6 separate regions of the Mus musculus genome follow, and regions 1, 2, 3, 4 and 6 are each linked to region 5. Evidence: chromatin contacts called from public Hi-C and promoter capture Hi-C data. All regions are on one chromosome and are shown on one strand. The core of a region is the stretch at or near the end of the contact, and the rest is flanking DNA. Distances in the headings are between cores, read along the strand shown.

Evidence for each region. Promoter capture Hi-C pulls out the DNA fragments that hold promoters and counts their contacts. Hi-C and Micro-C count contacts between places; a contact is called where the count stands out from the background. Capture Hi-C pulls out chosen DNA fragments and counts their contacts.
Region 1: a Hi-C map of cortical neurons shows a contact between it and region 5, with 2.6 times the contacts expected there. The contact joins the enhancer-like site here to the promoter of Pdhx in region 5. A contact is called at or near these places in 6 of 39 promoter capture datasets (the C10 cell line, cranial neural crest, frontonasal cranial neural crest and 3 more), 2 of 484 Hi-C or Micro-C datasets (the G1E-ER4 cell line and cortical neurons) and 3 of 115 datasets of contacts at active chromatin or transcription factors (astrocytes, fibro-adipogenic progenitors and large pre-B cells).
Region 2: a contact with region 5 is called in a promoter capture Hi-C map of hippocampal neurons, with 4 times the contacts expected there. The contact joins the enhancer-like site here to the promoter of Pdhx in region 5. A contact is called at or near these places in 8 of 39 promoter capture datasets (the 3T3-L1 cell line, 3T3-L1-derived adipocytes, the C10 cell line and 5 more) and 1 of 9 other capture datasets (embryonic stem cells).
Region 3: a contact with region 5 is called in a promoter capture Hi-C map of liver, with 2.7 times the contacts expected there. The contact joins the promoter of 2310047K21Rik here to the promoter of Pdhx in region 5. A contact is called at or near these places in 2 of 39 promoter capture datasets (liver and pre-B cells) and 1 of 484 Hi-C or Micro-C datasets (muscle stem cells).
Region 4: a contact with region 5 is called in a promoter capture Hi-C map of hippocampal neurons, with 4 times the contacts expected there. The contact joins the enhancer-like site here to the promoter of Pdhx in region 5. A contact is called at or near these places in 6 of 39 promoter capture datasets (the 3T3-L1 cell line, 3T3-L1-derived adipocytes, the C10 cell line and 3 more), 1 of 15 datasets of contacts at CTCF or cohesin (large pre-B cells), 1 of 484 Hi-C or Micro-C datasets (CD4 T cells), 2 of 115 datasets of contacts at active chromatin or transcription factors (astrocytes and epiblast stem cells) and 2 of 9 other capture datasets (adipose tissue and liver).
Region 6: a contact with region 5 is called in a promoter capture Hi-C map of liver, with 4 times the contacts expected there. The contact joins the promoter of Cstf3 here to the promoter of Pdhx in region 5. A contact is called at or near these places in 1 of 484 Hi-C or Micro-C datasets (CD4 T cells) and 2 of 9 other capture datasets (liver and pancreatic islet).

The regions. Positions count from the first base shown.
Region 1 is chr2:102,050,862-102,055,020 of GRCm38.p6, reverse strand. The region is part of intron 4 of Ldlrad3 (low density lipoprotein receptor class A domain containing 3); the gene reads left to right. Among named protein-coding and RNA genes, the nearest start is that of Gm39888, 61 kb to the right of the region's middle. Within about 2 kb of position 1,885, at least 94 of the 459 cell types and tissues checked have an H3K27ac peak or open chromatin away from gene starts, as enhancers often do. A contact at or near this core is called in cortical neurons and hippocampal neurons, where this site is marked.
Region 2 is chr2:101,917,941-101,922,722 of GRCm38.p6, reverse strand. No RefSeq gene overlaps it. Among named protein-coding and RNA genes, the nearest start is that of Commd9, 34 kb to the right of the region's middle. Within about 2 kb of position 2,437, at least 16 of the 459 cell types and tissues checked have an H3K27ac peak or open chromatin away from gene starts, as enhancers often do. A contact at or near this core is called in hippocampal neurons, where this site is marked.
Region 3 is chr2:104,813,757-104,818,324 of GRCm38.p6, reverse strand. It overlaps 2310047K21Rik (a long non-coding RNA gene), which reads right to left and starts at 1,403. Exons shown (of 3, transcript XR_003953885.1): 1 at 1-1,403. Qser1 (glutamine and serine rich 1) reads left to right here and starts at 1,629. Exons shown (of 12, transcript NM_001123327.2): 1 at 1,629-1,725.
Region 4 is chr2:101,982,722-101,987,342 of GRCm38.p6, reverse strand. All of the region lies in intron 4 of Ldlrad3 (low density lipoprotein receptor class A domain containing 3), which reads left to right. Among named protein-coding and RNA genes, the nearest start is that of Gm39888, 6.9 kb to the left of the region's middle. Within about 2 kb of position 3,297, at least 103 of the 459 cell types and tissues checked have an H3K27ac peak or open chromatin away from gene starts, as enhancers often do. A contact at or near this core is called in 3T3-L1-derived adipocytes, astrocytes and hippocampal neurons, where this site is marked.
Region 5 is chr2:103,071,046-103,075,250 of GRCm38.p6, reverse strand. Pdhx (pyruvate dehydrogenase complex, component X) reads left to right here and starts at 1,738. Exons shown (of 11, transcript NM_175094.5): 1 at 1,738-1,961. The coding sequence starts at 1,802. Apip (APAF1 interacting protein) reads right to left here and starts at 1,576. Exons shown (of 7, transcript NM_019735.4): 1 at 1,410-1,576. The coding sequence starts at 1,463.
Region 6 is chr2:104,587,467-104,591,960 of GRCm38.p6, reverse strand. Cstf3 (cleavage stimulation factor, 3' pre-RNA, subunit 3) reads right to left here and starts at 1,477. Exons shown (of 21, transcript NM_145529.3): 1 at 1,259-1,477. The coding sequence starts at 1,285.

The DNA of each region.
Region 1 (4,159 bases), core at 636-3,135, 1.0 Mb after region 5:
CTAAATGTGAACTACCAGGGCTCCATACAGTGTCTCCCTGAAGCATCTCAGAGACTTCTTGACTGCACATAATGCACACTCATGTCTTATGGCATCATCATTGGTTACAATGCTCTGGGAAGTCGGCTCAGTTGACTCTGTGTCCTGAAACATCAGTTGATGTGGGAAAAAAATATATTTTACATTGTTTATTTAGAAGAAATGAATAAATATGACTTCAAGGTAAGAACATGGGTTGTTCAAAATGCTTTTCTCCTCCTCTGAGTAGGTTGAAGCCAGCCTCCATCCCATCATGGATCCTCTGTGAGGAGCTGGAGCCAGGGTGGCCATCAGAGTGCATTGCAGTGACTTTGTGGTGGGGTCAGGTTTTGTCAGGGCTTCATTGATTGACAGCATAGTCTGCTGTAGGTCCTTTCAGAGGGTACCTTTGGGCAGCATCACTGTGACTGTCCTATGCTTGGGATCTAGGATACTGTGTATCTTAGATACAGCAGCAGCTGCTATGCAGATGATGGGCGTGAACATCATTCAGGTGACCTTGAAAATTCTACCTGAATGTGGCTTTGGTGTCTAGTGATGACACCTTCTGACACTTGTGCCTGTGTGTAATCCCACCTCTTTGTCTGTGATCTGGATGGTTTGACTAGTCCCTCCCTCCCTCCTGTCTAGAAAAATGCATAAAATTGACTATCTTAACTTTTGAAAGTACTTTTTAAAGTTCAGTGGCAGAAATTACTCTTTCCATTATGCAGCCAATTGCTAGAACTTTCACATCTTGAAATTCTGAATGCACTTAAGAAACAAAGAAAAAAAGTGTTCCCTCTCTGCTCCACCCCATAACCCTGGTAACTGCTTTTCCACTTTCTATCTTGGTTGCTTTGGAGGTTTTGGGGACTTGTAGAGGAGAATCAAATATCGTGACTTTATTGTAAGATGCTTAGTTCAACTTAGCATGTCATCAAGTTCATCTATTTTATAACATGTAGGCAATTTCCTTCCTGTGAAAGACTGAATAATATTCCATTTTATTGTTGATATATCACGTTTGATTTCTCTGTCAGCAAACACGTTTGGCCCCTCCCCCCTTTGACTATTGTGAATACTGCTGTGTGAGAACATATGTACAAATTATGACCTGGTTTTAAGCAAAAGAAATTCAGCAAACAGGTTGGGTGTCATTTCTAGGAACAGGCCATGAATAGATAGCCCTTCCCTCTCACTCTGTGTTGCTTGCTCTGACAAAAGCCACTTTCCATGTTGTGAGTTGCAGTGTTGCAGAGACTGCTGGGACAGGGAGCCGAGGAAGGACTCTGACGTAAAGCCAGGAAGGAATTGAGGCCCACCAGCGGCCTCAGGTGAGGCTGGAGGGAGAGCCTCCTCTCAAGGAGGCTCCAGTGGTTTCGTATTCTAGTCCCAGGTCATGGTGACCAGTCAGGGCTTTGGGAGGGACCATAAGGACTTTATAGGGAGAGAACATTCTGGGGTTCAAGCTTGGTGTCAGGGACCTTTGTCCCATTCACGTGGTTCTGCTCTGTTCTAACCCCTCCCCCTTCACCCCAGGACCTTGTGCTCTTCTGGCCCACTTTCTCGATGAAGAACTAAAGACTACTTAGACCAAGTGCATACTGCAAGTGAGTAGGGAGCTAAGGTGTGAACTTGAGTTGAGGCAGTGCTCCTTCTCCTGACCCTGCCCACACCACCCTGTCCGCCTCTGCCCTCTGGTACTCTGGAACTCCAGGAAGCAGTCTAGCCCGAGCTGCAGAGAGCTAAATGGAAGGGGGAACTGTGATCCAGGGGAAGGGCACGGTCCTCCTCTTGGCTCTCACATGTATGCTTCCTCAAGGATAGTACCACACTGATGAGCTGGCTCTCCACCCCTCGAGCATTTTCGAAGTGTGTTCTGCCAGTGAGTCACCCTAGCAGGGAGTTGGTTGGCAGTGTTGCGCCTGCCAGAGCAGCTTCCTTTCCTTGCTGTGCTCTGGCGATAAGACTTCAGGAGAATGGCAGGCTGTGAGAGCTTTGGCACCTTACCAGAGCCAGAAATGATGCTTTGTGCTGTTTCTTTTGCAGGTCTGTGTGTGTGTGTGTGTGTGTGTGTGTGTGTGTGTGTGTGTGTGTGTGTGTGCGCGCGCGCGCGCGCGCACGAGCCTGTGTGCGTGTCAGGGAGGGACAGAGAGAGTTGGAACTTAGAAATTACATACTAGGATCTTGCTCTCTTTTTGAGTTACATTTTTTTCTCCTCAAAATTCATTTCTCACAATCTGGACCCTGCCTCCAGGTCCACAGAACATGTCCATATTTAAGAGCAGGGTCCTTGACGATATAATTAGTAGGAAGAGGTCCCATTAGGATAGGGTGGGCCGCTGATGTGACCGTGTCTTTATTGTAGTGGGATTTGGGGTCTCAGAAACACACACTCAGGGAGAACATTGTATGACATAAAAACAGAAGAGGAGGATGCCTGCAGCACAGATGGCCAAGAAACCACAGATGGCCAGGGAGGGATGTGGAACCGACTGTCCTCACAGCCCTCAGAGGAAAGCCCTCGGCCAGCACCTTAATCTTGGACTTATGGTCTCCCACATTGTGAGACAATAGATTTTTACTGATGAACACCCCACCCCACAAGTCGGCCTTACCATAACAAACTGATATACCATTACCATAAGTCCTACCCAACCAACTTCTTCAGCCCCCAAGAAATGACCCCTAATTAAAGCATAGCCACACCTTCTGTGGGACACCAGATGTGGTGACAGAAATGTGAAGGTCTGGAGAGTCATCAGACAGGCCAAGTGACATGACCCTGAGGAGACGGGAGGTCCTGGGGCTGCTGAGAAAAGCTCTCTGGGGAGAGCACTGGTCTTGCCTCTGTGTGGGGGTGGTAGACTATGCTGAGCTTGAGGGACGCCTCTCATCTTGTATTTCAAGGGTCTCGTTTTCTATATCCGTGCTCCCCTTAGCTCCAGGCTTCTTAGCTCAGTCCCAAGTGGCTCTGTATAAAGTCACCCACCCCCTTTCAGACCCCTGGGACCTTGCACTTGTTTCTTAGCCCTCTCTAGGCCTCCTCTAGTTCTCTTCTGCTCCTGTGATAAGCACAACGCAAAGGAAGAAAGGGTTTATTTCATCTTACATCTGCAGGTCCATCTTTGAGGGAAGTCAGGGCAGGATCCTGAAGTAGAAACCATTGGCTTGTTCTCATGGTTCACCCTAAGAGCTGTCATTTGGCTAATGGTGAAATTTAGAGCTTGGTATTTGTCCCATGGGCCACCTCCACTGTCCACCATGTGGTAGACTGAATTATCATTCTCAGTTCTTTGCTCTTTAAGAGCCTTTTTACTGTTAGCAGAATGGCCAAAGAAAATGCCTCTGTTAATGTCCTCTGCTTACTTTGGCCAGTGGAACATTGGGTGACATAGAGAGACCCAAGGCAGTTGGCGTGCTTGCTAAGGTGTGGGGTCCCTTGCATTGGAATGTTGCCCAGATTATTAAAACCCCCAAAGGGAGAACACAGAGCAAGTGGTTTTTCGGGCCTGAGGCCAGGCAGAGACTCACAGTAGTGGAAGCCTGGCAAAGGCTGCTCACTGCATGGCGACAGGAAAGAGAAGGATGACAGAAGGGAAGAGTTTAGGTATATCTTTCACAAGCTAAGCTTGCTTCTGTTGGCACACTTTCTCCAGTTAACCCCGTACTGCACCCCGATCCTCACCTGCACCCCCATCTTCCCCTGCACCCTCCCCCCAGTTTCTTTGTTCAATCTGGATAGGTCAGAGTTCCTATGATCTAACCATCTCTAAAAATGCCCTCACAAACATGCTCGGGTGTGTGCTGTGGGAACTCTCTCACTGTCCCTTATCCAGTCAGCTTCACCATCACATGAAGGGGCTAACGGTGAGAAGAGTTGGGCCAGTGTTTTCAGGGAGGAAGTCAAGCCATAATCACTGAGACAGCGAAAAGCTGGACGAGAGCATCAAAGGCGGCGAGTAGGCTGTGCGGGCCACGAAGGGCTATCAGTCGGGCGGGGTGGGGCGGGGTGGGGGTGGAGGCTCTGTGAGTAACTGGCCAGGTGTGCTTGGTCTCTGTATGACCTCAAGCCTCTCACCAGCCTGCATCATTGAGAACAAAAGACACACTTTGGGGGAAGACCTTTGCTGCTTGT
Region 2 (4,782 bases), core at 1,188-3,687, 1.2 Mb after region 5:
TTTACACTGATCTAAATGAAGCTGATCCTGGCTCCCTGACCCTCCTCCTCTAGTCTAGTAGGGAACACAGAGGTGGCTGGTCCATGCCCTTGCTTCAGTAGTGGTCATGAGATTCAAGTTAGGTCACTCTGAGCTCTTCTTAGCTCTACAGTAGCTTGCCTTTATAGGATGCTAAGCTGATTCCGAGTAGAGCAAGTGCTCGCTTCCTCTTACGCCCAGGCTTCCCACAGCTATGCCTTACTTCTTCCTCTACTCCTCCCACACTGAAGAGGAGCCACCTTCTCCCTCTTCTCACTTCCTTAAGATGAATGTTTTACTATGGTGACTTCTGACCTTCCTAGCTCCTGGTCTTCCTAGCCATTGCCTATTGCTTTTGCTCTGTGCAGAGCAATACTCCTTTCTATCGTGCCCCATGAAGACAGGGTATGTGCCTGTTGTGTGGACTTTCATATGCCTATTAATGCCTTGACCATTTTTTAAAATAAGTCATTAACCTGGGTCTTTCTCTGAGCATTCCATCTGATTTCTTTTCCTTCAGTCACCCCACCATGCTCCAACCCATTATGGCCACGGTCGTGAACTGTCTAGCAGGGCCACCAAGGATAAAGAATTCCCAGCAAGTATTTGGCCATCTCCAAAAGATTGAGGCACAGTTTTAGATGGGGTCTCCTCAGTCCAAACAGGCTACAGGGAGTAGATTCTGACATGACCCCAGTGCTTCCCAGATCCTAATATCCATGGCACTGTGCATGCCCTTCTCTTTGGATGTAGGATGGACTCATGACTCGCTCCTAATCAGTAGAATATAGAAAAAGTCATGGGGTATCACTTCATGATTGGGTCAAAGGGCAATGCCCTCTGACTAGTTGGTTCTCTCTCTCTGTCTGTCTCTATCTCTCTGTGTGTCTCTCTGTCTCTATCTGTCTCTCTTCTTGCATTATATATATCTGAAGGACAGAGCTGTCTGGCAAGGAGTTGTGGGTAACCTGTAAACGACTGTTGGAAATGGAATCTAAGTGTCACATGAATGAAAATATTCCCCAAAAGTCTTCAGATGTGGCTGCCACCTTGATTTTAGCCTTTGAGAGACCTGAGACAGAAGTCCTGATTGAACTATCTGGATTCCTGATTGACAATTACCATGTGGCTTAGTCAGGGTTTCTATTCCTGCACAAAACATCACGACCAAGAATCAAGTTGGGGAGGAAAGGGTTTATTCAGCTTACACTTCCATACTGCTGTTCATCACCAAAGGAAGTCAGGATTGGAACTCAAGCAGGTCAGGAAGCAGGAGCTGATGCAGAGGCCATGGAGGGATGTTCTTTACTGGCTTGCTTCCCCTGGCTTGCTCAGCCTGCTCTCTTATAGATGCTGAGGCCATGGAGGGACATTACTTACTGGCTTGCTTCCCCTGGATTGCTCAGACTGCTCTCTTATAGAACCCAAGGCTACCAGCCCAGAGATGGCACCACCCACAAGGGGCCCTCCCCACTTAATCACTAATTGAGAAAATGCCTTACAGCTGGATCTCATGGAGGCATTCCCTCAACTGAAGCTCCTTTCTCTGTGATAACTCCAGCTTGTATCAAGTTGACACACAAAACCAGCCAGTACACCATGAGATAATAAATATGTTCCTTTTGAGTCATTAAGTTCTGAGGCAACCTGTTATGTGTCCATAGATGACTGTACACAGCCAAATGAAATATCACCTCAATGTTATTTCTTCTGCTTCCTTAAACATTCAGGCCGGCCCTCCTGGGCTGAGCATTCACAGTGACAGAGCCAACACATCCTTCAGACTTTGTGTTTCAAGGTCCGAAATCAATCGGAAGCTTCACTATATCTCTTTGAAAGGCTTCCTGGCTTGAACATGTTTTCCAGATAGAGGCCAAATCCTGGACCTCTAAAGACATGTAATGCCAATCTTTGGAGCTGAGGTGGCATTACCTTGAGAGATGGTGACAAAGATTCCTGAAAGTGACCTAGGGCTCTCAGATGAAATGATGGCTATTAATCATCCTGATAATGAGGGGAATGGCTTATATTTTGGACAAATGTGGCTACCAGGTCCTATGTTTGAGCCTTTTCCAGTGGGCTAGCAAAGTGTTGTTGTTTTAATATATCCCAAGCTCCTGACATTGAATGAAAGTGGACCCTGCAGAGAGCTCTGGACCCCTCTGACCCTCAGCTAGAGCTAAGACATAGTATGCTAGTAAGGGATGGGGAAGAAACTGGGCCTTTTTCCAGTCTCCCCAAGATCCATGGTTTCCTAGGCAACATTAAACACCCAGCTGAGGCCCTAAACAGAAGCAAAACAAATCAGCTCCCTGAAAGAATGTCTACACTGCTACCATCCCACAAATTATGTGGCTTTGCAGAGGATAGCTGGGAAACCCACGACAGAAGAGACAAAGAACTGAGGCTTGTATTCTCCCACAAGCTGCTGCTGCTGGGGGCTGGGAGAGGGAGAAGGAAATAGAGGGGTTACCTAGGCACCTTCAGTCCAACCTCAGGGAAGGCGGAACAGCTCCTCCCTCAGGGCCTCAGAGTTCTGTATGTTGAGACAGCCTCTCCTTCTCATCCCCTGGCTGCTGCAGGCCAGAGAACAGTCACCACGCTCTGTGAACCACAGGTTCTGCCACATAGGCTAAATCCAGGAAACTGCCAGGGGGTGTCTGGGGCAGTCAAAGCTCTTGACCTTGGGCTGCAGTCTTCCTTTAGGGTATGGGATCCAGTGAGTCTGGGTGGAGAAAGGCCCTAAGGAAGCTTGAGGGGGGTGGGGAGAAAAGAAAAGTTGCTGTGGGGTCTGAGAGGCTTGGGACTGAATCCAGCTTCAGATACCTGCACCGTGAGCTTGGGTATATTTCCTGATATACCTTTCAAGTCTCAGTGTCCCCATCTAAACATGTCCGGTAGTTTACTTCCTGTGTGTCTACCTTGTACGGTTCAGCAGGTCAAGTGAGATACTTGTCTTGAACCCAGATTTAGGGGAGCGCCAGAAAATTCAGTAACCAGAATAATTATTATTCCAATTATATAATAGATGCATGTATGCATGTGCATGTGGTATAAATATGTGTTCTTGTGAGCGTGTGCACATGCAAGTGTGTATATATGTATGTGCATATAGAGACTTAAGATCTGAGTTGGTGTCCTCTTTGATTGGTCTCCATGTTATTTTTGAGACAGGGTCTCTCTCTAAACCTAGGGCTCTTTGGTTGGGGTAAACTGGCTGACCAATGAGCGCCTATCCCTGTCCCCTTCCCGAGATAATGAGCTCCAGAGGTTTGTCTATCCCCGTCCCCTTCCCCAGACTTGAGGTTATAAATACAAAGCTGTACCTGGCTTTCAAGTGTTCTCTTGCTTATGTGCCACACAGTATACTAACCAAGCCATCTCCCCCAGGATTTTTAGTGCAATATATTTAAAACTCTATATTAGTAAAAAAAAAAAATTGATGACAGAAAAAAATACCACAAGGTATTGTCTGCTCAATAAGTGCTTGTGGACCATTAGCAGACTTTGGATTTTCAGCAGGCTCAGAAGGCATGAAGGGCCTTTGCTGGCCAGCCTTGGCCCAAGTTCAACTTTATCATCCTGATTTACACTAACTAGTACAATGATTAGCTGAATACATAGAGAGAGCCTATAGACCCATCTGATCCTGTCATTTCTACTCCTCATCCCTGTCCCCTTGGATATGTTATTCTGCCAATCTAGGCCTCAGAGTACTTATGTGTAGATTAGGGAACAAACACTATCTCTACCAAAGGGTTTTACAACACAAGATACCTGACCCATAGCCCATGCTCAGTCGCCATGGCTGTCATTATAGCCTCATTTACCGGGCATCAGGATAACATGAATTTTTTTTCTTCTGGCTGAGAAGAGATGAAACAGGCTGGCATCCTATCACTGCCTCTGTGATAGGATGCATCTGGCCAGCTTTCTTGTTAATCAAATATGCAGCTGGCTTGGGAGCTGCTGCCCAGGAGCTGCTGCCTGGAGCGACCTTTGCCGCTGTGTCTGCTGCCATCTGGATATCAGAGGGAACATACAGAGGGGGTTGGGGCAAAGCAGGAACAGCTGAAGCACAGGGCCTAGAGAGTCCAGGTCTCAACTTGTTTGTAGCACAGGAGTTTGAGATGCACAGGTTTGGCAACGAAATAGCACCCCTACGTTTTTTCCTTCACATTCACGGAGTGGGGGCTTTGGTTCAGTTTGGATCAATCATCTGTTCTGATGACTGAGCTGTCCAGTCTGAGGATAGCTGAAGATGCAAAGAACTCCAAGAGGGCAAAGAAAACATATTCTAAAATATTTTGGAGTGGGTATTTTCCTTTTTATGCTTTCGACAAAAACTGGCAGTAGGCAACAGTGTTCATTTGTCTATTTAGTAGGATACAGGCCTACACTAAGAGCCAGGAGGATTGGCTGGTAGGACAGAGGAGCTACTCAATGGCAGAATGTAGGCTTCTACAATTTTTACAGTGTTGGAAAACACCTGGGGAGCTCATTATAAAACAGAATTCTGGGCAGGAGAGAAAGTTCCTTCTGTAAAAGTGCTTGCACTCAGTTCAATCCCAGGACACGGTTTTCTTTTGTCTTGATTTAAACTGGGCATGCTTGTAGTTCTAGCACTGGGGAAACAAAGGTGGGTGGCCCCTAATTCTTATTGGCCAACCAGCTAAGCTAAGGGAATCTCAAGCCAGTGAAAGACCCCATCTCAAGGGGGACAAAAAGGTAAATGGTACCTGAAGAACAGCACCCAAGGCTAGC
Region 3 (4,568 bases), core at 154-2,653, 1.7 Mb before region 5:
AAATGTTGTAGAGGGAGGAGGATATTTGCCGTACTTCTCAGCTGGATCTGAGATTTGGCAAATTCCTTCCTCAAGGAAAACCACTTTCCAAAGATATCCTAGGTAAATGCTTAATGAGATTAACATAAAACTGGAAAGGTCTACTGCGTCCACACCTTCGAATTCATTTGTAAATTACCACTACTTTCTTTTCTTCCCCACCGGGGGACCAGGCTGCAAGAGTCACAGGTGCAGAAGGTTTTTCACTAAAAACAGCATAGAAACAAAAGAATGAAGGCGCCAGGAGGAAAACATAGTCTCAGAACAAAATCAGTCTCGGAGGGGATGGCAGATCTAATGGCAGGTATTACAGAAGTTTAGATAGTCACCAGAGATAGAGAGTATCAGCTCTATTAGGTCTTCCGTTACGCCTGTCTGATTGGCTTAAACCTTTGTGCTAGTCTTTATCTTGAGAGATCTCTTTGCTAAGCACGTGATAGGTGTTAAGCCAATATTGATTTTTTTTAAAAGGAGAGATAGTCATTAAATCTAAGCTTCACGGTTAGTTTTAACTTTCAACTTATGGATCACAAGCCAAACGATTCATATGATCCCTGAATTTCATTACTCATAAGGAGAAACAGTTCGGGTAGGCACGACCTCAAAGTCATCAAATTACTCACACCACACAGCTTAGAAGTCCGATAAGGCAATGTTTGGGTAGAGTCTTGCAGAGATTAAACATCTTGAGCAGAGAGCCCCAACAAAGTGCATAGTGAGTTCGAATGTATTGTAATTAAAGTCATCCAGATGGTAGTTGGACTAATCAATGATGAGGCGGTATTTATCTTGGGATAGAAGATTCTGAACTCCAGAGTAAGAAAATCCCCAAGGTGGGGGGTGGGGACAGTTAATAAGTGCCCCTGGGAAAGGCCCATTCAGCTAGGGCTGCAAAATTCGTTTGAATTTGAATCAATTTGAATAGAAATCTCCCCCAGGAAGCAGGAACCAGATCCTCTAAGCCCAGCAAACTTTGGGCAGGAAGCGAGTACTGCAAAGCAACAGTCCCTTGTCTGTGGTTTGGGGCGCAGAGAAAGAAATCACAAGCGGGAATCGAGTGTTTGAGTTCCTTCAAAGAACCCGGGAGCGCAGAGTAACGAACTCCAGGCACAGTGCTGGCAAGCCCTCTCCTGTCCGCACCCATGCGGGTGCTCCGGCGCGTAGGCCTTCTCTTCACCGCTAGGGCGTCCACGGAGCAGCCCTCGTCCGGCCCGGCTCCCGAATCCGCAGCCAGCAGCGCGGGGCGCCGAGGGGGGCGGGGCGACGAGCGGGCGGAGGGCGCGGGAGGTGCATCCTGGGAAATCCAACAACATGGGGCGCCCGGGCTGCGGGCGCTGTGGCCGCCTCGCGTCCCGGCCGCAGGCGCCGCCGCTCTCCTGACGTCCGAGCCGAGGCCCGCCCGCCGCAGCCCGGTTCCCCCGCCCAGGCGCCCCCGCCCCCCGGCCGCGCCATGTGAGGGGCAGCTCCCGCCACCGCCTCTTCCTCCCCGCGCCTCCCGCCCGCCCCCGCCGCCTCAGCCCCCGCCATGGACGCGCACTACGCGCCCGCGGGCTTCGCTGAGCCTCCCGCGCCCCCCGCCAGCGCCGCCACGCAGCCCGCTGCCCCCGCCTGGGCCTACGAAGCCCGGGTCCCGGCCGCCGCCTCCAGCCCCAGCTGCAGCGGCAGCAGTCCCAGCCTCAAGGCCAGGTAGAGAGGGTGGGCGCGGGGTCTCACTGGGCCAGGAAAGGCCGCGGATGCGCCGGGGCCTGTGCCCGCCCCTCTCGGGGGCCCAGGCCGGGTGGGGAGCCTTCGAGGCGCCCTTCTTTGCTCCCGGGAGAGGCGGTGGACAACTCCTGGCGGGTGGTCCCGGCTGGGAGGGGGCGCATGGTGCAGGATTCGCTCCTGGGGCGGGTCGGGGCGTGGGGCAGAAAGGGAAGGTTGGGTGGGATGGAGGGGCGCAGTCACCTCTCGGTGCTGGACTCCCACATGGTAAAGTTTAAGCTCCGGGCTGACCTCGGTATCTGGGGAACCGGGACTGACTCCGCGGGGAGGCCTAAAGGGGCGCCGCGGAGTCCTGGGCAGTGACATTCCATTGTATTGGAATCTGGGTGGCCGACAATGTGGTGTTGGGGGCTTCGGCAGTGTGAAGGTGAGGGCGGTGGCAGGGCATGACGAGGAGCGGGGCCGTGTCGCTGACACTGGGGGTCCTGGGATGACTGGGCTGCAAGAGAACCCCCAGGGCGGGACACGAATGCAAAGCAGGGGCTGGGTGACATATGTTTATAGTGATGTAGTGTTCCACGCGTTCAAAGTTGCTTTTGGGTTTCCTCTGCTTTTAACAACGGCAGGAAGTCAAGATTCCCTCTTGGCTTTCAGTGTCTGGGGGTGACTGAGTTTTGGGAAGCGTTGAGGGCTGGTGGTCAAAGAAGGCTCTAGAGGTCGAAGACCCAAAGCATGCTTCTCCGTCTCCACTTCATTGTATAGTGCGGCTCTCCAGCATGGGCAGTAGACCCCAAAATGGGGACTCCTGTTTGCTATTTAAGCTCGCGAGAAATGTGTAGCAGTACTACACTTTGAAATGGTCACATTCGAATGATAACTGGAAGGCGTGGTCTGGCTTTGGGAGCGGGGTACTTTTTAAAAACCGCCTCCCCTAAACAATACTCGATCTAGTAGGTATAGCTTCTGACCCAAGAACAGGGAAATCCTGGCTGGTAATGACTTCATCCTCAGCTACCAACAGGAAGCCTTGTACCTATGTGATCTCACCAGGTTTCTAAACGATTTAAACGACACGAGTGAACTTTTTATTTCACTTTACACATTCTAATTACCTTTGTTTTTATGAAAGTGCCGCATTCATGATTTAGAATAGATGTGTAAAGAATTAACTAGTCTTTGTCTTAGATAGTCTCGGAGTTATTATGAAAGAAAGAAAAATAATAATGCTTCAATAAAAGAGTAATTATAAACCTCAGAAAAATCTTTTGTTTAAAAAGAGCCCGGATTTTTAAAAAGAAAGTGATTTTTCCAGTTTCGAGCTAACTGGAGACGCTGAGGTCTTACAGAAATAGCTATAGTGTCGTGTTATTGTAAATAAAACATTTTGAAGAATTTTTAGGAAGAATATTAGACCCTTCCTTGGTTATTTTTGGTGGTAGTTTATCATTTTACAGAGAACAGTTACATTATCTATATGACTTACAATTTTTTCTCTCCAGAGATCAGCAATGATGGGTAATGCGTAGCATTTCTTATATCTCAAATATTTTTTCTTTTTGGTAAATAACACTGAAATCCTGCCTAGTTATTGTCTGTTATTTGTTTGAGCAGAATACCTCTGAGGCAAAAAGCAAAAGCTGACTGGCCATATTTTCCAAATGTTATCAGTCTAACTCTGAATAACTACCTAAGCATGTTTGAAAACAAGTTTAAAAGATTTTTGTTATTGTTTTGGATGTTGCTGGTCCTTAGATCCACTCCCTAACCCCTTGCTTTAAAACATTTTGGAGGGGTGTGGTCAGCTAAATTATAGCGTAGATAATGCAGGCTTTTCCCCTCCCCCATAAAACCTGCTTTGTTAACATGTTGTGTTAGGATTAGGCCATCTGTACAGGGCTGCTCACACTTCTTAATTGTGCATTACTTTTCTTCAAGCCAGGCAAATGTCCTCTGATTTCAGTTATATCCAAAGTACTATAGCCGGACTGTGCCTTCAGAGTCCTTAAAGATTGGGCATTTCAAAAGCTTAATCATATTTTTACAACATTTAGAAAAGCTGTTTCGTAATTCATGTATCAGTTGAATGTTTTTGTTTCCCTTTTGTGGCAGTTTCTTTGGAAGGTACAAATGAACACTAGCTGTGATGATGTAATACAGATATTTATCCATAAAGAATTAGCCTGTCTGCCACCTTGTTTCCTGTAACTTACTCAGAAACGGACAGATGGTCATGGCATTCACCTGTTACTGACATGGGATCTAACGTTCTACTTTATGTCTTTGCTTGCTCCTAAAATGCATTTTCATCACTTAACAGGAGGTGCCAAGGAAATCATGAGTTTGAAACAGTATTTTCTTTGGTACAGCAGTTCCATCAGATAATAGATTTGTTTCTTTCTTTCTTTCTTTCTTTCTTTGGTTGGTTTTGGTTGGTTGTTTTCTCCCCCCCACCCCCCCTGGACAAGGCTGACCTGGAACTTACTATGTAGATCAGGCTGGCCTCAAACATACAGAACTGCCTACCTCTGACTCCCAAGTGTTGGGATTAAAGATGTACACCATATTTGATTGTTGTAACACTTGGAAAATGATAAGGAGACTTTTTGTTTGTTTCTTTAAAAAGGATTTATGGAGAGGATTTTGGACTCTGAGTGTTTCTAATGTAGCACTTGGTAGTTACTTGTGTAGTTTTGGGCTAGGAACTAACTACTCTTGTACATTTCTAATAGTTTGTGGCACTCAGTTTTGGAAACCAAATGATCATATGCTTTGCTTATTATCATGACCGTTTAGGAGGTTGTTTGAGGGGTGGTGTGTGTGTGTGTGTG
Region 4 (4,621 bases), core at 2,048-4,547, 1.1 Mb after region 5:
AAAGCATGCCATACCTGATAGAAACTGGCAGCCACCACACAAGATGAGCAGAATCCACTTCACAGCATTGCTGCAGAGCCAGGAGCCCCAGATGACTAAGGGAGGTAGTCAGGACGACAGGGCAGCCTGCTCTCTAAGGCTACTCATTTAAGATGGCAGCATGAACACACACATTCCTGTTTCCTCCTAGACATTCAACAGAATGGCTTTTTAAAGGGTCAATCTGCTAGAGGGAAAAAATAGCAATGAAAATGTAGAAGCTAGAAAATAGAAAGACTTTAGACTCAGGAAACAGTATCCTAAGCTGGCATTTATGGGAACCAAGAAGCTACCAGAAGGCCTAGGAATTGCAGCCTGGCATAACTCTGGAAACAAAGATCCAAAAAAGCAGAGAAAGACTGTTTGAACTTTCCTGAACAAGCCTTTATGCTTGCTGTCCCCCACCCTGCACCAGGCTGGAAGCCAGAGCTCAGTCCCTCATGAAGGGAGAGGAAATGTGTGCAGAATACCAGACACATCATGGCTGAGGGAAGGGAAAGCTTTCCTTGATGCAAGTTAACCAAATAGACTTCTAACTACTAGTCTTTTTCTCTTAAATCAGTTTCCAGAGCGTAGTTTAGGAAAGGACCTGTGGGGAAATTCACCAGTTTAGTGTATCAGTTATCTCTAGCTGAGTCACCTGATTGAGAATCCCACAGTCAGTAAGAACTTTTTAGGCCCCCACACTTAAAATTGATGGGCCCATGGCCTTGAGAGACAGCTCAGCGCTTAAGAATGTACAGTGTGCTCATAGACTGGTGATGTCTAGACCAATTGTCATCAGAGAGGCTCCCTCTTAGCAACTGATGGGAACAAATCCAATGACAAACAGCCAAACATTAGATGGAATTTAAGGAATCCCATGGTAGCCGAGAGAGGAAGAATTGTAGGAGTCAGAGAAGTCAAGGACACCACAAGAAAACCCATAGAATCAGCTAACCTGGGTCCATAGGGACTCACAGACTGAGCCAACCAAGAAGCCTGCATGTGACTGACTTAGGCCCTCTACACATATAATTGTACAGCTTGGTAGGACTCCTAACAGAGGGAGCAGGGCCTGTCCATGCCTCTGTTGCCTGCCTTTGGGACCCTGTCCTCCTACTGAGCCTCTTTTAACCTTAATAGGAGAGGAGGTGCCTGGTCTTACTGCAACATGATATGCCAGGGCTGGTTGCTACCCATGGGAGGCCTGCCCTTTTGTGAATAGAAAGAGGAAGAGTGGATGGGAGGAGAGGAGGGAGAGTCAGGCTGAGAAGTAAATAAACAAGTAAGAGATAGCAGACATTTGTGTGAAAAACCTGCACATACACTCCACACACATGGGCAGGACACACACACACAGAGTGAGTGAGTGAGAGAGAGAGAGAGAGAGAGAGAGAGAGAGAGAGAGAGAGAGAGAGAATAACATCTTGAAAGACATAGACCAGAAACTGAAGCTCTAAGAGATAACTGCAAAGTTGCAATAAAAGCACGATGCTCTCTTCCTTTTTAACTCAGAGAGATTTTAGCATAGTAAAAGTTCTGGGGACCAATTTGAAATTATGTTCCAGAAAGTACAAGATCTCATAGGCATAGGAAATAAGAGAGAAACATAAGAGAAACCAAGGACCTGGTTAGTAGATTTACATCCAAATAACAGGAAATTCTAGAAAGCAATTGAAAACCATTTCCCGCAAACTAAAAGAACAGTGCTTTTTAGCTAGAAAGGGAATGGCCATAAACCATGCTAAGCACATCGTCATGAAACTTCAGAGCCCCGACGGGAAGACAGAAACCCAAAAGTGTCTGGAGAGGACATTAAAGAGCAAAAGCATAAGTAAGAAACAGGTATGGAGAAGATACAAAACTCAAATGGCACCATGCATTTTAACAACATTGGGTATAAGATCGGCCCCAAGCAAAGACTTCTGTCTTAGATGCTATGCAATAAAGAGCTTCTCAGAAATGATAGAAAGAGGCCCTCCAAAGATCTACTAAAACTGCGGGTGTAAATGAAGCGAGAGCTACTGGGCATGGGGATCTGGAGGTTCAAAACTAGGTGGAGCGGACAGGGACAACCAGGGTGGATGCTGGGCAGCAGGTCTGTGGGATCCCAGGTCCAGAGCTAGGGGTAGGTTCCTGTGTAAAGCAATTGATGGGATATTTATGTACACACACACACACACACACACCAGTTCTCACAACAAAGTGAATAAAAGATAAGTGATTCTTGAGCCAATTATAATAAGTAGCCATGGCCCAGAAACACAGATCCAGGCTGCTACAAATACCACATTCCAACAAGGTATCAGTTTCATGATGATTTTATAGTTTGGCAGTAATCGTAACTCAGAACAACTTTTTTACACATTTAGGTATTTTACATGTGTGCGTGCACATGGTACCTCTGAAGGCTAGAAGAGGGCATCAGATCTTTAGAGTCATGGAATTCCTGAGCCACCATGTGGGTGCTGGGAGTTGAGCCATAGTCCTCTAGAACAGTGCTTCCTAATCTTTCTAAACGCTGTGACCCTTTAATAGGGTTCCTTATGCTGTGATGACCCACAACCATAAAATTATGTTGTTGCTAATTTATTAGTGTAATTTTGCTACTATTATGGAACATAAATGTAATTATCTGTGTTTTCCCTTGGTCTTAGGCTACCTCTTCATAAGGGTCCTTCTACTACTCCAGAGGGGTCACGACCCACACAGGTTAAAAGCCACTGCTCTAGACTAGCTGCCAGTGCATTTCCCACTGAGTAGTCTCTCCAGCTCTCTGGATATCCTTTAAATACACCGGTGGACCATCAAGGAGGCAGTTAGACAGCAAGCCGGGCTAATCGCAATTTAGCTTTGGGCTTTTGGAAGACTGGGGTCTGTTCATAAATTCCAAATGGATTTATGCAATAGTCACAAGGATCTTAGTCACACACAGAGGTAGGCAATACATGGCTCTCTAGGTGAGCTAAACATACCCAGTATACTTTGACTTTGTGCCTAGAACATTCCAAATCTCCATGATCATTGAAATTGTAAACAGTCAGTCCTGCGGTGTCTAATGTAGGTACAACTTTTCCTGGGAATTTCACTTGATTGACACGTAACGGCTTAAAGTACACAGCAGAGGAGGCTGACAAAGCTGGAGGCGAGGTTGCCTCTGGATTCATGAGAGATACATAGGATACTAAAAAAAAATGTTCTCCCAGAAGTAAAGTCTTGAAGCTATACTACTAGACTATGAGTCACTCATAATGCCTCCTTGCCAGAGATAACAAAAGCAATGGGTATCAAGAGTATATGTAACCAGGAACTTAAGGAGCATGCGCATGCCGAGGGCAGGGATGGTGATGAGTGTCAGCTAAATCCTCATCTTCCACAGTGGGGAGACAGTGGGTAATTCCTAACAAGGGTGAATCAAAGAGAAGCAATATAAGCTAAGTACTTAGAGACAGCCTAAGATCCATCTCACTAAAATTGGGGGAAATGTTTGCTTCTAGAGAGAGTCAGAGAATGTTGTTAACTTTCATCAAGCTCCACACAGCTCTTAGTCTCTTTAAATTGTGCACACATGTGACTTGTTTAAAAAAAAAAAAAAAAAGAATCCCAAAAATGCGCTGGTGAGAGCCAGGGCCACAGGCTGAGGCCACGCGCACACTGAGCTGTGCGAGAAACGGCTCTTTCAAGTATTCTCAGCCATGCAACAGATGGTCTGGGCGCGCCGAACCTCTCTGCACCCAGCTCTCGGCTTTGGAGCCTCTGCAGCAGTGGAAGGACAGATGCAGGGGTGACATTTCAGAAGCCTGTGACCTGACTTTTTTTTTCTCTGCAGAGTAACTGCAGAATGAGCCATTTATTGAAAAATCTTATTCTGAACATTTTGGTCAACCACAAAGCTGAGGAGGCGGCAGAGGTGCCATCCCAATGGGTCCGGGTCACATGCAGGCATCACAAGGGCCCTTTGTGGGCTAAGCTATAATGTAACCCAGGTCTTCAAAGCAAAGCCACATGGTGCCTATCTGAGGAGCCAGATAGGATCGATTCTCTTTTCTCCTGCTCTCTCAGACGGCTGGGATTCAATCCAGGGGTGTGGGTGGCAACACAGTCCTCTCCAAGCTGCAAATGCAGACTGTGTTTCCTAAACCAGCTGCCTGGCACCCTGTGGTGGATTAGCAGCGCCCCCTTTCCTAGATGAGGTCTCAGGCTTGTGGCCAGCTACCAAGACTGCAGAGCTCCCACTACGATCTCTGTCTGGTGCCTCTGAGCATTGACTGTGCAACCAGACCAAACTGCATTCATAGGCCCAACTTGATACTTAGCAAGCCTCTGTTCTTTCTTCTTTAAAATGGGGTGAGGCTGCATCCCTGGGGTTGTGGTGAACATCCTGTGAGCTGATGTGCATGTGTTTCTGATCCCAGCATCTGCGCCCAGTGGCAACTGGGTTGGGCAGAAAATTGTTACTTCCTTGCTTTAAAACCTCCATACCCTGTGTCTCCTTTGGGGTCCACTTCCTTCTTGCCTGGCCACTCTCTTTCTGCTAGAACTCATGTCACATTCAGCCATCAGAGAGTTTTACTCCCAAATATTGCTTTTATCCCTGCCC
Region 5 (4,205 bases), core at 489-2,988:
TAAGTGGTGCCACCCTGAACTGGTGGTCCTGAGTTCAGGCTGAGCAAGCCAGAGGGAGCAAGCCAGTAAGCAGCACCCCTCTATGCATCTGTATCAGTTCCTGCCTCCAGGTTCCTGCTCGCCTGTACTCCTGTCCGGACTTCCTTCTATGATGAGCAGTGAAGTAGAAGTAGAAGCAACATAAACCCTTTCCTCCCCAAGTTGCTTTCTTTGGTCATGGTGTTTCACCACAGCAATAGTGACCCCCCACCCCCCAACACAGACCAAAGTCGTTTATTTGATCTGCACAACACTTAGAACTCAAGCCAACATTTTTGAATCAGGAAATTTCACACAGAATATGACTTTCTAAGTGTCCCTCAAAAAAGCAGAATTTGACACTGCGTCTATACCTCCAAACAGCAAGAAGAGGCTAGAGACATGTAATGAGATCTCTAGTTGAGGTATATGGTGGTCCTAGAGTTTTCTTTGTGGTTTCCTCAAAATATGGGCCAATCTAAAATGCTAGGTATTCAAAAGTCTTTGACAAATCACCATCTGAAACCACCCACTTCTCCTTCTATACTTGAAAAACATCTTCAGCTTCTTTTTTGTATGTGGCTATTTTCTGTCTTGATAAATTCAATCACAGCTCTTGAATCACAGGTTATTTTGCTGATCTGGCACAACACTTAGTATGAAAAAAAAATCTGTATTTCTATGATGACCGTCACCAAGATTTACTAATAAGGGATGACAAACATGTCTGCTATCAATGCACCTTGATTCTGATACATTGCTTCTACTTTCCTCGTTCTCCATATATAGGGATGGCCACCAGGGACCTGTGTCCTATATGCAAAATCTCCCTTTCAGTCGTGCCTAATTTCAAGGTTTATAAAGAATTTGTGAAAAGCCACTTATTCCAAGACAATAATAGTTCAGATGCTCTGCATTAAATATTTCCTGTTTTATTTTAAATTGAGACCCCTTGGCTAGACGAAAGGTTAGTAAAGATATAATTTTGTGGACTTCCCCTGAGTCTTCTGCAGGGCTTATCAGTTAGTATCGAAGCTGTTTATTCTTCTAGTTCGCTAGTTCACCATTTTCTTAGCACTAGAAGGCATTTCATAAGCCTGCGTCCTGTTTAACTGAAAGAAAACCCATGTTGCCCCAGGGCCCATTTTCCTTAAAGAAGAATCATTTCCAAGAGCTCCCACCTCATAACGTCAAGTAAGATAGGCAAGGACAACTGCCCAAAAGAGTGCCCTTTGGGGTGCCTGACAATTCCGGTAGAGCAGTCCTACTAGCACAGAGGGGCCTCTGACTTTCGCGGACTGGGTTAGGAATTAGCCGCCTAGAGCTCCTGGCCGAAGCCCCACCCCGCGGCCCGTGACCCCACCTCGCCTGCTGTAGACCGCCGTCCTTACCTGCGCGCCACACGGCCGCGAGCAACAGTCTCCTTGAGCTTGACAGCCAGACATGGTTCTGACTCTGCTCCGTTATCTGTCCCGCGCTCGTTCCAAGTCTGAGCGGCCGGCAGAACGCTATTAGGCGACAGAGCGGGCAGCCTGGGGGCGGAGCAAGAGTGAGAGGCGGAGTCTGAGGGGGACCTCGTCCCTTTGGAGAATCTGCGGCGGCGCAAACCGGCCGGTGGGCGTGCCCGTGAAGGTTGGAGGCGGTGTTAGAAGGACTAGTCCTCCAGTCCAAGGCGGGGAGCGTGCGCTGTGGGCGGGGCCAGCCCATGCAAGGCGGGGCCTGGACGGGCCTTGAGGCCGCCAATCTAGTTGACTTGCGAGCTTTCCCGGAGAAAGCCGGGAAGATGGCGGCCTCCTGGAGGCTTCACTGTAACCAGCCGCTGCTTCGGTACCTTCTGGGATTTAGCAGCCGTCGAAGCCTGGGACTGGCTCAGGGTGCTGCTGCTTGGCCTGTCGACCGTGGAGCAAGTTGGAGGTGGTTTCACAGTACTCAGCTGCTGCAGGGTGAGTGGCTTGCGCTCGCTCCACTTCTCTCTTTAGCTGAGCAATGGGGCCTGGGTCAGGGGCTTTCTTGATTGGGGACACGGTTTGTGAGGTTAAGTGCGGACTCTTCCTGTTCCTTTCAACCTCCCCCAGAAACGGGCCTGCTGACTTAGCCTATGGCATGCGGCAAAAGAACTGTCTTCAGACTTGGGAGAGCATGGTTCCGTCCTTGGCCTGCCTTCAGGGCTACATGGCTTCTCTGTGACCTTGCTTTAGAATTTGAGAAATTTCGATGTCACCTAGGGAGGGTCTGTTTTAAATCCCTCTATTTTAGACCCTTATCAATCACATGTCAAATTTCTTTAATTTTACCATTCCTCTCTAATGTAATATAGCTGCCCATACATTCAAAGCCACTATTACCCATACTGATTCATTCAAAGGACCTGTCCCTATTGGAAAACTTTAAATCTTACTGCACTTAATGTATGCAGCATACAAGACTTAACTTAGAAAATACAGAATCACAGACATTGCTAGAATGTTTCAAGTAAAATATGTGGCATGAAATTCATACAGCCTATTACATAAAATTGTTCTTAAGCAGTGATATTGAACTCGGAGATATACCCACTGTCCTTCCGTTATTTAACATACAGCATATAAAATGGCAGACCTGGCATTATTCTTCCTTACGTGTATGAATATGGGCTGGGGGTTAGGATGGGGGCACAGAAAACAGTTTTAGAAACCATTAGACATTTAAGTAATCATTCTTACCACCACCTGGTACAGTAGGCCTAGCCCACACTTTCTGAGCTGTCTGAGGCCACAAAACAAAACAAAAAAAAAGAAAAAGAAAAACAATAAAATCCGTGTGCTGAGATTTCTAAAGAGGGGCTAATAGGGACAATTTACCTAAGTCATTTTTGGAGTAATGTTTAATAAATACTTCCTGGATATTGTCTTTAACTGTATAGTATATAATATTTTCTCTGCCTGGTCCTCATTTGTTAAAACTGAACTTGCCTACACTTAGCAGAAACTCTGACTCAGGAATCTGCACCTTATACTGTTGTGAGTTTAATGGAGCACACTTTTGAGACTCCCTGCCTCAAAACATCGAGGAATATGAAAGCTTAGATTGGGAAAAATACCTGTGAAATGGCCTATCCTTGCTTGTGAGGTCTTTTTGAGAGTGTGAATTTCCTAAACTCTGTTTAAAAAGGAAAGAGTGTGTGTTCTTAGACACAAAAAATGAGTAGTTTCCAAGATTTTTCTTAGAGTCAGCTGCTTCTGCCTTTAGAAATTCACATGGATAGTTTTCATCTGCTAAGTCTTGGCATTTTACCTGGACTTATCCTCTACCTCCGGGTAGATACCTTGAACACCTTGTCTGTCGGCATCATTTGTAGGAAGATGGTGCTGAATCCCAAGGCAAACTGAGTAGTTTTATTATCACTACCCACTATCCACTTAAAGTACACATTCATTGTCTTAAAGCTTTTGGGGTCAGAAGTATAAAATGAATCTCACTAGGCTAAAGTCAAGGCGTCTAGCCAGGATTGTCTTCTTTGGAGGTTCTAGTAGGCAATCTGTTTCCTTGTTTTGTTTTGTTTTAGTTTGTTTGTTTGTTTGTTTGTTTTTGCTTTTTTTTTTCCATCCAAAGCCTTCTCAGATTTGTGGGCTCTTAGTTCCTGTCTCTCCTCCAGCTCAGTAACAGCGAGTCTAGTATTGAGCACACTTGTATCTCTCCACACTTCCTCCTACCTCGCTTCCATCGAGAGGATGAAGTCTTGTTGCTATGTTGGGCCCAGCAGGATAATGGATTTTTCCCCATCTCAGGATCAGTTGATAACAACCTCCATCCACGTTCATCTTAATTCTGTCTTGTTCTGTGAGATAGCATATTTGTAGATTTCGGACATTATGACAGAGACCTCCAATAGAGGCATTATGCTACATGTGGAGCCCGAATCTTTCTACCAACTCTTACCAATACGATTTTGTTAAGCTACTTGAATACATTAATTATTTTAGAAAACATGAACTTAGAGGGTTGGCTTTCTTTTTTTTTTTTTTTTTTTCATCCTCGTACTTTAATAAAACTAAGCTGGTTTTTGTATCATCAGAGACTGAATTAGGTGCATTTAGTGAACCCACTTCTCTTTCACATACTTATGTAGGATTTTAAAATCTGTAAATTTGGAAGTACTCTTGTTTTGTTTTCCCTAAAGGGGATTTGTTGGCTGCCTTTGGGAGTTA
Region 6 (4,494 bases), core at 228-2,727, 1.5 Mb before region 5:
ACAGTGAATTTCAGACACATCCAATGAAACCTCAACACCACTCCTTCACTTTCAGAAAATAAAAATGCCAGCCCGGTAAGAGTAGAGTAAAATAAACAGTTTTAGAAAAATAGTTCAAAGACACTGCATTCGTGGGCACCCTGACTTTAGATAAAATGCAAAAGCACTGCCAAGACTTGGAATTAAATTGGTCCTCAAGCGTTTCAGTCACCAAAGTAATTAAGTTCTAATTTGCCTACACTTCATTAACATACAGTCCTATTTTACCTCATCTGTCAACCTCCAATAATTTCTATTTTATTAGCTGGGGATTTGGGAAAAAGAAAAGAAATAAAAATACAAGCGTATTTCATTGCTATAGCAATAAGAAATTTAGGACTTTGTTTTCTTTTAAAACTAAATATACGTGGATCAAGATCAAAACACACACCTTTCAAAAACTCAGTTTTGTTTTTTACAGTAAAAGCCAAACACTAGCCTACAAAATTTAGGATATAAAAGAGCAAAAGAACCAAACATGGAGATGGACGCCTGGAGGCCAAGGAAGCAATCCTGTCAGAAGGTCCTGCCTAGTCAGGGCTACACTGTGAAAACCTATCCAAAACAAACAAACAGCCAAACAGCAAAAGGGTGAGATCTCCTATCTAAAAGTCCCATTTGTAAAATACTTATGTATCATTCATATCTAACCATCCAAACAGATGGTGCCTACAGTGACTAAAGCACATTTCGAGTTTTCAGTTTACCAAATTCTGCAATGTTTGCGTGGTCGTAAAAGCAAAAATAAAGTGTTCCTAAACGAGAGGGGAAGAAAGCGAATCCACAAAATTCCCCCAAAGCTCGGAAGAGCCGTGGCTCTTTTTACCTTCGCTCTCTCGGGGGCCGAATTTTCCAGACTGATTTCGTTATTTCTGGGGACAGAGGACTGGGGGGCAGACGAGGAAAACACTGCCAGCGCAGATACACGTTAGAACAATCTGGGACTACCGGAACACTAAAGTGGTATGAAATACACCGTCCCGACCGAAGAAACTGCAATGGCCAGGGCGAAGCGACGTCTCTGCCATTGTCTAAGTCCCATACTTATTCGTACGAACGCCACAGAGAAGCCCAAACCTGGGAGACTTCGGGGGATGCGCTCCCGATCCCCGGGCTCACTAGCTCTTCAGGGCCCTTGCTCACGCGAACGGGGTGCTCGCACCCACAGGGCTAGAGAGAGAAGAGGTCGCCACGAGGCCCCACCGCTCCCGTTCCTCACCTGCTCCGCGGCTGCGTCTCCTGACATGGCCTCGGGGGACTACAACGTACGCACCAGCCGGCAAAGGGAAGCTAGAAAAGGAAAATTAAACTAAAGGCAAACCCCACCAAAACCAGGAACACTACCCCTGTCCCTCAGAGCCAAAGCCGCCGCCAAATCCGCTGCCGCCGCCGCCGCCGCCGCCGCCCACTCAGATTTGAATTAAAATGGCTGCGCCCCAGCCGGCAGAGGGGGTGTGAGGCGCTTCCGTATTCACTTCCGGGACAGTGGGCGGGGCTGAGGCTTAACTCCCGGATTATTGGAGGTGCACAAGCGCAGAGCGCTCCCAGAGGGCGGGCTCAGTGCGTGAGCTAACGTCACGCCCGGAACTGATGACGCCGCTGTCCAGATTTCCGAGGCCGGCCGGAAAGATCCACCCGATTGGCCTGGGAGCTCCCGCGCTTCTTGGAATTTCACGACTGAGTTGCAGAGCCGAGCTCCTCCCTGCTGAAGCCTGACTGCCAATCCGCTCTGTACAGGCAAACTGACCATTTTAGGGAATAGCGTTGAGAGTTAGTGAATACCTCTCGTGTTTCGGGAATAAGGAGTCTACTAACGCGTTCTGTACGTTTTCTTTTCTTGGGGAGGAGAGGAACACATCAAGTCTGTTTTTTGTTTTTTTGTTTTTTTGTTTTTTTGTTTTTTGTTTTTTTTTTTTTACTTTTGCTGTCACCGTTCACTATTAGACCGGGGATTTTAGTTTAGCGTCTCACCACGATCTCTTATCTGCAAAATTGCGTTGATAGTGGCGAAGGAATGTTGCTTTGCATCCAGACTTCTCACCTACTATAGAGGAGTAGACTGGGCAATTTGCATTATCTGCGTCTCTGTTTCCTTGCCTAAAGATAGGAATAGCAACAGCAGCTAAGATTTAACTTAAAAGGTAAAAGCTCTTATTTGGCTTACGAGTAACCAGGAGGTTATTGAGCGGTGGTGGCACAAGTCTTTAATCACAGTACTCGGGAGACAGAGGCTGGATGGATCTCTGAGGGCAGCCTGGTGTGTAGAGCCCACGGACGAGGGCCATACAATGAGATGCATATATCTTTTTAAGCAAATAGATGCATGAATCAAATGTACATATATTGAGTCACTGCAACATTTGATAATGGAGTCTGAATATTTCAGAAGTCTCCCTCAATGGGGCGTTACTCTTTTAAACTGTTGCTGATGTGACTGACTTAGAAAAATATCCACAATGAGCCAGGATGGTTCAAAGAGTGGAGGTGCTTGCCGTGATGGCCAAAAAACTTGAGTTTGATCCTGGCATCCAATGAGTTGACAGGATAGAACCGACTCCAGGAAGTTATTCCTTGACCTCCACACATGCACTATGGCTTGCAAACTCCTGCACTTACAAACACACAGGCACTCACAAGATAAATATATAAATCTAAAAATAGCCACAAAATTAAGCCAGAAATATAAAATAGCTTATGTGTATATATGTGTGCATGTGTGTGTGCACGCCTATGCGTGCGTGTATTCATCAAAACATTTAAAGAGGTTATTGTTAATGTCACAGATGCAAGGAGAAAGACCACCAACCCAAATCATGATCAAGTTAATTAAAGCAAGACTTTTTTTTTTTTTTTTTTTTTTCATGCACACAGGCTGTCTCTAAGGTCTGGGTCCAAGAGATCAGCCTTGGATGTGGGGAAGATACAGGTGTTTATAGTTCAAGAGTAGAGAGTTGTCAAATGGAAGATTTTGCAGGCAAATAAGAGAGGCTACGAAGCAGAACATAACAAGCTGGTCATAACCTGAAACAAAGTCATGGCTGCCAGGTGATAATAACAAGGTGGTCAAAAGAAGGTGATCATAACAGCAGGTGAGCACAATACACTTCTGAAACAAAGGTGCGGTTGCCAGGTGATCAGAACTAACCCCTGAAACAAAGGTGCGGTTGCCAGGTGATCAGAACTACCCCCTGAAACAAAGGTGCGGTTGCCATTTCCTGGAATAGGCCATATAAAACCATTAGTAGTTAAAATAATAGGTGAGGCATAGCCCAATCCGTGAGAAACAAAGATCCAATCTTAAACAGGAATGGCTTGTCTTTATTATAAGATGGCTTTCAAGTCTAAAATGGAGGCAGGCTGGTTTATGCTATCTCTAGGTTTTATGTTACATGTTGGGGGTGTTGTCTTTTTGTTGTTTCGGTTTTTGATTTTTTTTTTCTTGTTGTTGTTTTGTTTTTGTTTTGAGACAGAGTTCAACCTATGTAGTCCATGCTGGCCTCAAGCTCACTGAGATCTATTTATTTGCCTCTGCTTCATGAGTGCTGGGACTAAAGGCATGTGCCTCCACCACCCATCAGGTTTTGTCTATTTTAATTTTCTTTTTACATTTATTATTTGTTTTTGTGTGTTCAGCCAACCTATGGGAATCTGATCTCTCCTTTCAATGTAAATGCCTCTAGGATGAAACTCAGGTCGTCAGGCTTGATGGCTGTCATCATTACCCACTAAGTCCTTGCTGGTCCTTTGCATTTGTATTTGAGACAAGAGTCTCATGTAGCTTGAACTCCTTATTCTCTTGACTCCACTTGTAGAATAATGGGTCTGGAGGCATACCATTATATCTGTTAGATCACAGATGATCTTGCCAGACTACAAGAACCCACCATTCCGTATATCCTATCTAGTGCCTTAATTAATCCGATAAACTCAGAGACCTCTCCCCTATAAAGTCTACATTAATAATGAATTTCCTTTGGGTTGCTGCTGGATCAAGATCTTTGAGGCTCCTCAATGAAAGTAGTCAGCATTATTAAAAGACCTGATTACCTGAAATCCATCTCTGCATATTTATAGAGAACCTAGAAAGAATGTTACTTGAAACAACTCCCAAACTGAGCATGGTAGTACAAGCCTTTAATTCTGGTAATTAAGAGGCAGAGTTAGAGTCAGGCAGTGGTGGTTCATGCCTTTAATCCAAGAACTCAGGAAGCGAAGGCAGATGGATCTCTGAGTTCAAGGCCAGCTCTGGTCTACAGAGCAAGCTTCAAGACAGCCAGAAACTACATGGTGGAAGGAAGGAACCAACTTTTTCAAGTGGTCTTCTGACCTTCACATTTCCACCATGGTGCATGTGCAGCCACCCACTCACCTAAACAGATACACATGATAGATAGACAGACAGACTGACCTACCACTTCAGGAGATTAACATTTTTGGCATTTTTTGCTTTATATG